3 separate regions of the Sus scrofa genome follow, and regions 1 and 3 are each linked to region 2. Evidence: chromatin contacts called from public HiChIP or PLAC-seq and promoter capture Hi-C data. All regions are on one chromosome and are shown on one strand. The core of a region is the stretch at or near the end of the contact, and the rest is flanking DNA. Distances in the headings are between cores, read along the strand shown. Region 1 holds the start of TIGD2 (tigger transposable element-derived protein 2). Region 2 holds the start of PIGY (phosphatidylinositol glycan anchor biosynthesis class Y). Region 3 holds the start of SPP1 (secreted phosphoprotein 1).

The links. Promoter capture Hi-C pulls out the DNA fragments that hold promoters and counts their contacts. HiChIP or PLAC-seq counts read pairs in DNA pulled down with a chosen protein or histone mark.
Region 1: a contact with region 2 is called in a promoter capture Hi-C map of liver, with 7 times the contacts expected there. The contact joins the promoter of TIGD2 here to the promoter of PIGY in region 2. A contact is called at or near these places in 1 of 5 promoter capture datasets (liver) and 2 of 2 datasets of contacts at active chromatin or transcription factors (alveolar macrophages and skeletal muscle).
Region 3: an H3K27ac HiChIP or PLAC-seq map of alveolar macrophages shows a contact between it and region 2. The contact joins the promoter of SPP1 here to the promoter of PIGY in region 2. A contact is called at or near these places in 1 of 5 promoter capture datasets (fetal liver) and 1 of 2 datasets of contacts at active chromatin or transcription factors (alveolar macrophages).

Annotation. Positions count from the first base shown.
Region 1 is chr8:129,996,937-130,000,393 of Sscrofa11.1, forward strand. TIGD2 (tigger transposable element-derived protein 2) reads right to left here and starts at 1,319. Exons shown (of 3, transcript XM_021101764.1): 1 at 972-1,319; 2 at 576-790.
Region 2 is chr8:130,525,712-130,529,212 of Sscrofa11.1, forward strand. It overlaps PIGY (phosphatidylinositol glycan anchor biosynthesis class Y), which reads left to right and starts at 1,860. Exons shown (of 2, transcript NM_001271967.1): 1 at 1,860-2,134; 2 at 3,233-3,501. The coding sequence starts at 3,464. PYURF (PIGY upstream reading frame) reads left to right here and starts at 1,860. Exons shown (of 2, transcript NM_001271968.1): 1 at 1,860-2,134; 2 at 3,233-3,501. The coding sequence starts at 1,932. The coding sequence ends at 3,374.
Region 3 is chr8:131,083,651-131,087,130 of Sscrofa11.1, forward strand. It overlaps SPP1 (secreted phosphoprotein 1), which reads right to left and starts at 1,614. Exons shown (of 7, transcript NM_214023.1): 1 at 1,531-1,614; 2 at 317-383; 3 at 166-204. The coding sequence starts at 370.

The sequences.
Region 1 (3,457 bases), core at 69-2,568, 530 kb before region 2:
GATGGACAGGGTACTGGCCAATTTCCAGGCAAAGGCCTGGGTAAGTCTCTTCTCTCTGCTGTGGCAAAACTTACAAAGGTCCTTCCACAAGGACTAGCTCCCGTTAATCCTACCTTCTATCTCGCTTCCTCCTCGCTGAGTTTAAGGTCTTTTCATGAACTGTAATCTCCGTAGAGATGGCAACCAATAGGGTACCAGCAAGGGCTCTACAACAGTCCTATTGCAAACTGGATTCCTCTCGCCCTTGTTACAGGTGAGGCTCCAGGTCAAAGGAACTAAGACTTAGGCGGGGGTATTTAGGGAAACGGGCTAGCTTAAGACGAGAGGTGCAGACTTACTTAGATAGGAAGATGCAATGGGAAAGCTCGGCCCCCTGACTGCTGCTGTCTTTGTCGGGCAGTGCGCTGCATGGAAGGCTGCCTCTCCGGGAAAGGAATGCTATAGGTTACGCAAGTGAGCAGTTATGGACATCGTAGGCGAGCAAGATAAGGCAAGCTGGACAGACGGGAGCGGTGCGAATGAGGTGAAAGTGGACAGGCAGCAACTTCGTACTTTAACACGACACAAACGTCTACCTAATGTGTTGGGCAACTGAAACGGAAAAAGGTGAACAATAACTGGTGTCCCATGGTGAAAGAAAGCATCGGAAAACTTCATTGGCAGAAATCAGGACTCAGAGGGGAGGCGGGGGAAGGCTCAGTGAAGATGTTACAATAATCCTGGTGAAAGATGATCCTCGATGGGCCAAGTTCCTGTCGGGGGCTGTCTAGGCACTCGGAGCCTCGGAAACCTACAGGGAAATACCAAAAACATTTTTCTTTCAATATCAGGGTCGGTGGCAGTACCCACATCTATCCTGCAACTAGGTCGAGAAAATGACCGCCTCCTATTAACAGGACGGCTGAGGACGGCCAGTACTGCTTTCAGGATTCTCTGGCGTGTCGGGGCGCAGCGGGACCTGAATCGCCTACCTCCTGAGAGTAAGAGGGCAGGGAGCAGCCGCGTTAGCGAGGGCCTCTCCCCGCAGGGCGGGCTCCGGAACGCAGGACGTCTCCGCGCGCGGGGAGGGAGCCCGGATTCCTCCGTGGACGCCAGCGACCAGGCTGTCACCGCCGCAGCCAGGCAGCGAGCGGGCGGGCGCTGGGCCCGGGGCACGCCAGGCCGCGGGCCGGGGGCATCGCTCTCCGCCCGCCTTCGCGGCGGCCAGACCGCCCTGGGAGCAAATGGAGTCTCCCGGGGGAGGCTGACACTGGCGGCGCGGCGGCGGCGGCCGGCTGCGAGCGTCGCCGCCGGAGCCGGAAGGCGGGGGATTAAGGGGCACGCGCGCGCCCCCGCAGGAACGTTGCGTCGGTGGGGGGGCGGGGCCTGAGCGGGCGAGCGCGCGCGGCCCGGGGGCGGGGTCTCCTGCGAGCCGGCGGGAGGGGCGGGGACGGGGCGGGGGCGGGGGCGGGGCGGGGGCGGGGCCATCCGCTGCAGAGTCTCTGGGCGTCGCGTGGGTTCGGCGGAGGGCTGGGAGTCTGCAGCTTGCAGACTGCCTCGCCGGCCAGCAGGGGGCGGTACACGTTTACCCTGTCTTAGTCCTTTTCCCAGAGTCCCGGCTCTCTGCGCGAGGCTTCCTCCCCCCTCAGGTGCAATAAAAAAACGCACTCTCGGAGGGTTTACGAGAGACTTGCGCATCCTCAGGTACCTTAAGCGGGATGCGAATGGGGCAGGGCGAGCGCACGTGGAGCGTGTTTACAAATAGCCGTCAGGGCGTCCGCGTCTTCCAGCGCCGACTCCCGGGAATCCCCAGCCCACCGGCCGGGACAGGACGAGCCGGAGCAAGGGTCAGGAACCACGGTAGGAGCGAGCGGACGCGGCTGCTGCCCGAAAACAGGGAGGCTGGTTCCTCGTGGGGACAGGGTTCAGGAAAGAACCTGGGGCTTACACTCCGCAACACCCATCGGGGCAAGACCCAGTTAGGTGGGGCGCAGCTGGGGGCGGTCAAATTGAGTTTGGGGTTTCTTTTCCCTGGTGGGATGAGGTTGCAAGTCACAGTTTCTGTAGAAGCGACTCTGTAAAGCTGGCTGTACCTGGGAGACGCAAGAGCCTGTGAGAGGTTCTCTTGCCGCCCCTCCACGCCCTCTGCTTCTAGGTAGTAGTAAGGGAATTGCAGTTTGACAAAGCCCCTTGATTTCAAGCCAAGGTACAGTACGTTTCTATTTTGGCATTTTCACTGGAGCAAATGGAGGCACCTGTGCACTAATAATCGCTGCGATGAACGTGCCTTCTCCGCGTTCACGGACTCGCTTCCCTGCAGGACCCTCGGAGACTTCCCTGGGGAAGGGAGCGGCTGCACCTTCATCCTGCAGCACCTGTTTACCCAGGAAACGCTTTTAGTCTATTTCTTTTGTGTGTGTGTGTATACTTTGAAAAAAAACGGAAGTCTTCAGTTAAGTTTCTCTGCTATCTGAACATAAATGTCTAACCTTTTTCGTTAACATGAAACGAAAAGCCCACATTGTTGCTAGGATGTTTCCAATCATTCTTACTGCAGAAAAGATGTTGATTTTACGGTTTCCATCTGACTTCCTCGCCCAGGCTGCTCAATTGCCTTCCTCAAAATCGCTGCTTTCTCCCATGTGACGTGATGAAATCTCCTAGTTAACATGATGAAATCACAGATGTTTTGGACAAATGTCTGATTTACCCGCAGGTAGATCTTTTCGTTCTTGGTTGACTATTTTGGATCAAGTTCAACTTTGTGCTAGTTTTATATCACTTTTAGTAGTTTGCCTCTTTTCTCCGATAGTTGTAATAAGCGTGAAAACAATTGTATCTGACTTAGGAAACGCTATTCATTCCTCAGAAGGGAAGAGAGCTGACATTTACTGACTGCCAATCAAAAGACACAGGGTGTAGCTAGAAGTTAGCTGCCAGGTTTACCCCCTCAGCCGCCAGCCTACCAGGGTCCCTCAGGTCCCATGATATCTAAATAAAATGAACTCTGCCTCTTATCTCTCTCCCCCACTATCTCTGGGGTTTAATTTCCATCCAGACACCACTTGTTTCATTTCTCCGTTTCTGCTGATTGCTCCAGCTTGTCGGGTGTCTTATCTCTTATAACTGCTCTTTTTTCATCACCTGGTGTAAGTTGACATCTGGAACCCAGCCCACATTTCCTGATTTTCTCAAAACATCACTTCCAAGGAGGCACTTGTATTTAGCAGACTCTTCATAAGACTTTACCCAAGACACAAGATCATTTCATCAAATCGACCTTGTTGAGGGAGAAGGGTTGCTAATTGTAGCAGATTTACATTGGAGTTGGGGGCGGGGTTAGAATGGCTCAGCCTTATTTTATGAAGAGCCTTGCTGCCCACAGGCAACTTCTTATTGCCAGTTCTTTGGGTCCCAGCCTTGCTCCATCTCACTGTGCCATCCTCCCCATCCTCTCTCCAGAGTTTTTCTGTCTTGG
Region 2 (3,501 bases), core at 610-3,109:
TTAATTCCTACTATGGTCTAGTGGGAAATAACATAGGAACTTAACAACGGGACCTCTTGAGGCTACATCCCTGACAGCTGCCTCAGGCTGAAATCTTTTGCACATTAGTGAACAAAGAGCATCCAATGATGTAGTAGATTTTTTAAAGTAGAGTGAACAGACAACACAAATTGCCTCTGCTTTTGCACTGCTGAGTGGAAGAGAAATTTGGACATACAATCTTGTATGTGTATCTATATATCCCTCAACTCCTATCCCCACCTCCCAGGAGCTCAAAGTGTGAAGTGGTAAAGCCCCAACGATGCAAGAAAAGATTCAATATTTAGCGAGACAACGAGAAAATTTGGACGTTCCCCTCGTGGCTCAGCAGGTTACGAACTCAACTAGTATCTATAAGGATGCGGGTTTGATCCCTGACCTCGCTCAATGGGTTAAGATCTGGCTTTCCTGTGGCTCTGGTGTACGCTGGCAGCTGCAGCTCGTATTTGAGCTCTATCTAGCTTGGGAACTTTCATGTGCTGCAGGTGCGGCCCTAAAAGGACAAAAAAAGGGGGTGGATTTTGATGACTAACCAAGAATCTTCTAGTATACTGGGCTGCAAAGAATAGAGAAAATAAAAATGACAACATATGCCATTAACTGAGCATTCATTTGCCACAGGCATTTTTCTAAATACTCTTTGCATTCATTAGCACATTTTAAGCCCCAGGATGGAATTATATGAGGTAGGAACAATAATTAATCTAATTACACAGATAAGAAAGCTGGGGAGGGAGTTCCCGTCGTGGTGCAGTGGTTAACGAATCCGACTAGGAACCATGAGGTTGCGGGTTTGGTCCCTGCCCTTGCTCAGTGGGTCAAGGTTCCGGCGTTGCCGTGAGCTGTGGTGTAGGTTGCAGACGCGGCTCGGATCCCGCGTGGCTGTGGCTCTGGCGTAGGCCGGCGGCTACAGCTCCGATTCGACCTCTAGCCCGGGAACCTCCATATGCCGCGGGAGCGGCCCAAGAAATGGCAAAAAGACAAAAAAAAAAAAAAAAAAAAAAAAAAGAAAAAGAAAAGAAAGCTGGGGAGTTAGGAGATTTGCGGGAGCCCTACAACTAGTAAACGATGCACCTGGGACCAAGGTGTCAGGCCCGGACCCCCGGCACTTACCTCCTACACTATAAGAAAGAGATCAAATCCGCATCATTTTCTGGGAGAGTCAGAAGCAAATGCGGGGCGAGAAAAAAACCACTGTGTGGATCACCCACTTAATTAAAGGACACAGTTACTTAGACTCCTTGCGGTTTCCAAGCTCATTTACAGAAGCAAATGAGTGGTGCTATTATTATGCCATTGAGCCCAGGGTAAGAAACTGGGCATCTTAAGTTTAAGAGGACTAAGCCATTCTTTTCCCGTTCTTATATTTTTTTTAATGAAAGGAGAAAAAAAAAAAGCCAAACAAGGTTATAGGAAGTGTGGTACTGCAAAGACTGACAGATACACATAAAACAAGTAATGCTTTTTAACATACCCAGTGTGACAGTGTGTTGGAAACCTCCTTTTGGTGATAACCACGGAGGTCCAAGTCTATCACTGTGTGACTCTGAGGTCCGGCCACTGGCTTCCTGGAGGCCCTGCGACAGGCCCTGGTGAAAACTCAGGACGCCTCCACTTGAGCGTGGGTTTTGTCTGCAACCTGCAAACGGGCAGGAAGAGCCGCAGAAAGCCCAGGCTGCAGGCGGGGCTCTCCATACCGAGCGGTGCCGCGGGAAAAGCAGTCGGGTCCCGAGCGCCCTCGGAACCAAAGAGCGGGCCTCCAGCCGTCGGGGGCAGCGTTTCCCGAGCACCGGGGGGCGGGGCCTGGCCGCCTGGGCGGGACTCCCCGGGATCGGCTGGAGCGGCCGGAGCGGCCCAGGGGGTGCGGAGGTCCGCGCGCCGGCGGCCAGACCATGCTGAGCGGAGCGCGCGGTCGGCTCGCCTTAGCGCTGCGAGGGACACGCGCGCCGCCGTCCGCGGTCGCCAGGAGGTGCCTGCACGCTTCGGGCTCGCGGCCGTCCGCGGACGAGAACAAGAAGGAGGGGAAACCGCCACGCGCCTTCGACCCGGCGCTGCTGGAGTTCTTGGTGTGCCCGCTGTCCAAGAAGCCGCTCAGGTAAGATTCGTCCGCTGCGGCTTTTCCCTGGTGGCCCCCTGTCGCCGGGGAGACGTTCAGGTCACCCGGGTGTTCTTCGCTGCCATGTTTTGGACCCGGGCCCGCCAGCTTCCCGGGTACTCGCTCCGCCGCGGGAAGGGCGGGAGGAGGCCCCAGCCGAGCCCCAGGCCTCCCGGACCAAACCGGCCACTCGCAGGCCTGGATCCTGGCGGGCAGCTTCTCCGCCGGCAGCGTTTTAGAATCTCGGGGGAATCCTTCTTAAAACGCAGATCTCTAGGCAACGCCCCACCCGGGCTCAATCCGAAGGCCTTGGGGCCGAGCCAGAGCAACTGCGTATTTTCTTGAAAGGATCCCAAGTGATCTTCCTGTACAGCCAGGGTTATGAACTCGGGATTCGGAAGACTAATCCATGGCATTCAGATTTTTAAGGCAAGGCGATGAAAAATGTGATAGCTTCCAGATTGTTGCGAAAACGCCGGGTAGGATCTTAAGCGCATCAGCTACGTGTGCGGCCCTTTGGTTTTTAGTTCTCGACCAGCCGGTTCTGTAAAGGCCTTCTTAACCTTTCACCTAGACTCTTTAGGATAAACATCTCTGCAGTTGCAGGCTGCTAAACCTGAACGTGGACAATACTAGCAAACACCGCAGTGTCATCAGTGGCTGCCTTTGGGTGGTAGATTGCTGCTTCCGTGGTTTCCTTCTCATGGATCAGTGAGGCAGGTGTTCTGATAAGCGAAGAAGCTGAATTTTCCTCTCGTGTCTGTTCCAGTAGTAAATTAGCTGGGATCGTTTGAGGGTTTAAAAGAGTCATGAAGGAATATTTGGATGAAAAGGAGAGATCTTTTCTTTTTTTTTTTCCACTAAGGCATAGCTTAAGAATAACGTGAAAAAGAAAATGAGAGAAACAGACTAAAATGGGAACAATTAGAGATTCCTTTTCTAAGAGAAATGGTTGAATTGGCTACTGCTGCTTTTAGAATGAAAAACAGTCTAATTCTGCTTTTCTGGCTCTAACTGTGTGAAGAATTGGATAAATGTTACTGTTTATTGAACCTCAGACTCTTCCGGGATTCATTTTGGTTTTCTTCTGCCCCTCAGATATGAACCATCGACAAATGAATTGATTAATGAAGAGCTGGGAATAGCCTATCCGATTATTGACGGGATTCCTAATATGATACCACAGGCAGCTAGGATGACACATCAAAATAAGAAGCAAGAAGAAATGAAGCAGCACTAGGTCATACGTAAACACAACACAAGGAAATTTTCTAAACACCATCCACCTTCGAAGAAGCCAGCGTGGCGGGTGGTGGGTGGGAGAGAAGAATGTTTCTGTCTCTTCCCACGCTGACTGTCCTTGTCCC
Region 3 (3,480 bases), core at 364-2,863, 560 kb after region 2:
AATCCTGTGCGTGGTACTGGCCTAGAACCGTAGCAGGCATTCAATACATACTTCTAACTTATTTTGTTTAACTATGAAATAAGTAAAATTGCCGTATGTTTGTAGTATATCTTGCACCAGTGGCATCGACAATTTAACCAGATGATAAACCTTAAAGATACTCACCAGCTTTTCCTCCGAGCTGCCAGAATTAGTCTGTTTAACCTTTGAAATAGAACATGGGAAGAAAGATTACAGTGAGAATGAGTTCCTGGCACACTGAAGCACACAATTCATTTATTTGGGGGAATTCTGTTTAAGATTCAGCTGTACTCACTGGAAGGGCAGAGGCGAAGCCCCAGAGGCAGAAGGCTATCACTGCAATTCTCATGGTAATGATTTTCCTGCAAAATACTTTGTAAGAAATATTTGATCTTCTCCTAGGTTAAAACAATGACATCTTTTCAAGCCACCACATTACAAAATAATCACGAAAAATATATATATATATTTTTTTCCTATAGAAATACTCTCTACTACTTAGAGAAAAATTTTTTCTTTTTAATTTTATGATCCTTTGAGTTAATATTTGTTAGGGCACCTCTATTTTCCATCTCTTACTGTTAGGCAAGAGAGAGGGGGATTACATACAAGTCTTATTTAGTCCCCTTTAAAATGTAGAGTTTCAGAGATATGCCATCACTACCCGATATCTCCAGCCATCTAAACCTAAAAACAGATCAACAGTAATTTAATTAAAATAATAAGCTAGAAGGGGAACACATTTTTTTTCAAAGACGAAAAATACAAAGAGAAAGAGGGAAAATAAAAGGAAAGAGAGAAAGAAACTTGCTGTCTCCATTTTCCAGCATGCATTTCAAGGGCGATTTTTCAGCTTAAATTATTTAAAAGGTGCTACTTAAGTGAAATGAAGCTGTCTCTAGAGTTAGTAATTTAAGTAAGGTGTTCTAAAATTTGAAATGAAAAATTAAACACTGAGAGCAGTTCACAGCCTTTCTATTTGTAAGTCTTCATAATGTCATGTGGGTATTTTGGTGAAAATGTTAACAGCTAAATACAGGGGTGAAAATATTCAGAAAGGGTTTCTTTCCCTTGAAAACAGGTAAGTCAAGTCATTAAAAATTAGCATTATCACCAGCTTAACATTACCACTAAATATTATTTTCCTTCTAAATGTCTCCACCATCAACTGTCCATTTAAAATGATGCAGATACCATCGTAGCTACATATAATACATAGGCATAGAATTTTATTTTTTTTCTGATGGCAAGAAGTAGTTATAATTCTTTTGAGGACTCCGTGGACATATTTTTAAGTTTTATATTTGACTGTCTTTCAAAATAGCCAGTCACCTTTCCCGCAGGAGATCTGCCCTGGATCTGACATGCTTGTTGGAAAGACTCTTAGAACAATTTTAAGTCTGATTACCAGCGTTTGCGGTTAAACCCTTCTCCTGACAACTTGACCTTCCCCGTGAAATGAAACAGTGCCTACCTACGACAGCAACCATCAGCGGGCTGTAGGCTTACCTTGGTCTGCAGCCCCGCGAAGAGTCCAGTCCCGGGAGCAATGCTGATGCGGCTGTCAGTGCTGCCCTCTGGCCTCCGCTCGCTGCTGACAGCCTGGACCTCCCCTGAATTTAAAGGCTGCACCAGACATCCGCCACCAACACAGGGGGCGGAGAGATGTGTCATGAGGTTTGTGCCACTGCCCAACCCACTTGCTCCCACACTTCCCCCTCTGGTTTTGTGGTTACAACACACACACACACACACACACACACACACGCCCTCTGCAGTTAAAACATTACTTATGTACAATGTCATTAACTAGCTTTTTCGTGAATAGGATTGGCTCTCAGCATCCTGGAAGGGCATCTCTGGGTCCCCTAAAAAAGCGGGGGGCGGGGAGAGAAATGACTAGTTCTTACAAAGACTATATTAACTCTGAATTAGAAGAAAAAATATTACAGAAATCAGTCCTAAATAGAATTAAATAGGATGGATTTTTGTTTCTTTTGGTTGAAATAACAGATTAAGGTAATATATGCAACCAAGTTTGCCTTACAGTTGTACTTATTTCTGGCGACAAGGCTATATTGTTCAGGCACACAAAGAGTTCTGCCAGCTTCTCTCCATTTCGACTAAAGCTCTGTTTTGTGATTCCAAATGTGCAGCAGCTTGTCATTTAGACAAGTGGCATTGGTCACGTTCAAATCCACGTTCATGTCTATTAAATCGGATTTACCATTGTAAATCCGAGACCTTTCAAGGACATGGATTTTTGAATGGTTTGGAGGTGATGAATCTGATAATTGCTATGTCAGACAGAAGAATGGTAATTTATTCTCAATGTGGCAGAAGTCAAGCAGTTTCTGACTGAGGGCAGGGTTACTGCTTGAAAGTGATGCTTCAGAAACAAGACATGGCTTTGCCTGCCATCCTGCTGCTAATTAGCCCTGTAACTTTGGGCAAATCACTGAGCCTTTCTATACCAGTTTCTTCATCTGTCAAATATGCATGCTATTACCTTGTTCATGGAGGTTTTGAGAGGTTTAAGTGAATTAGTGTGTGTAAAACTAATGATACTTGGCACATATATGCAAATGCCTTGCATATTTTAAACTGTATAATGTGTTAATTATTATTAAAATTTTTAGGAGGAACAGGTAGTCATGATTTGTGAATCTTTAAATGGAATAGGCTATTAAAATGCGACCAGATGTAAGGTTTTTTGGTTGTTTTTTTTTTAAGGGCTGCACATGCTTCACATGGAAGTTCCCAGGCTAGGGGTTGAATCGGAGCTGCACCTGCTGGCCTGCACCACAGCCACAGCCACGCCAGATTGGAGCCATGTCTGCGAACTACACCATAGGTCATAGCAATGCTGAATCCTTAACCCACTGATGGAGGCCAGAGATCGAACCTGTGTCCTCATGGATAGTAGTCAGATGCATTATCGCTGAGCCACAAATGGGAACTCCAGATGTAGCATTTTTAAACTGTGCACATCAACAGGCTAATTGGCACACATCTGCGGGAATGGATTAGGTTTCTGAACTGTCTTTTTCTAGTGTTTTTTCCCAGGATATATAAAGTTGGTTACTTAAATGAAAATTAAATATAAAATTTTATATTAAAAAACTTTACTGGGTATTGAAAAAGTGTTTGAAAGAAAACTGGAGATGAAAGTTGAATATTGGAACAAAGTTCAGGGTAGTAGAGCTCTGAGCCCATTTGAAACATTTAATATTGTTTGACGTTACTTACCCTCTTCATCTCCCTTTCTCAGTTGTGAAAGGAGCTTGCAGTAGTCATTTATCTCACACCTCCACTGTAAGACTCACGTGTAAGATGAGACTGAAGATAAATGGTCCTATTTATTATTAGTCCTAAGGAGTCAGTTCCTATTTACCAAATATTCATTTTAACATAAATACAGGTTAAGCAATTTTTTTGCAGTGCTAGTATAATTAATCC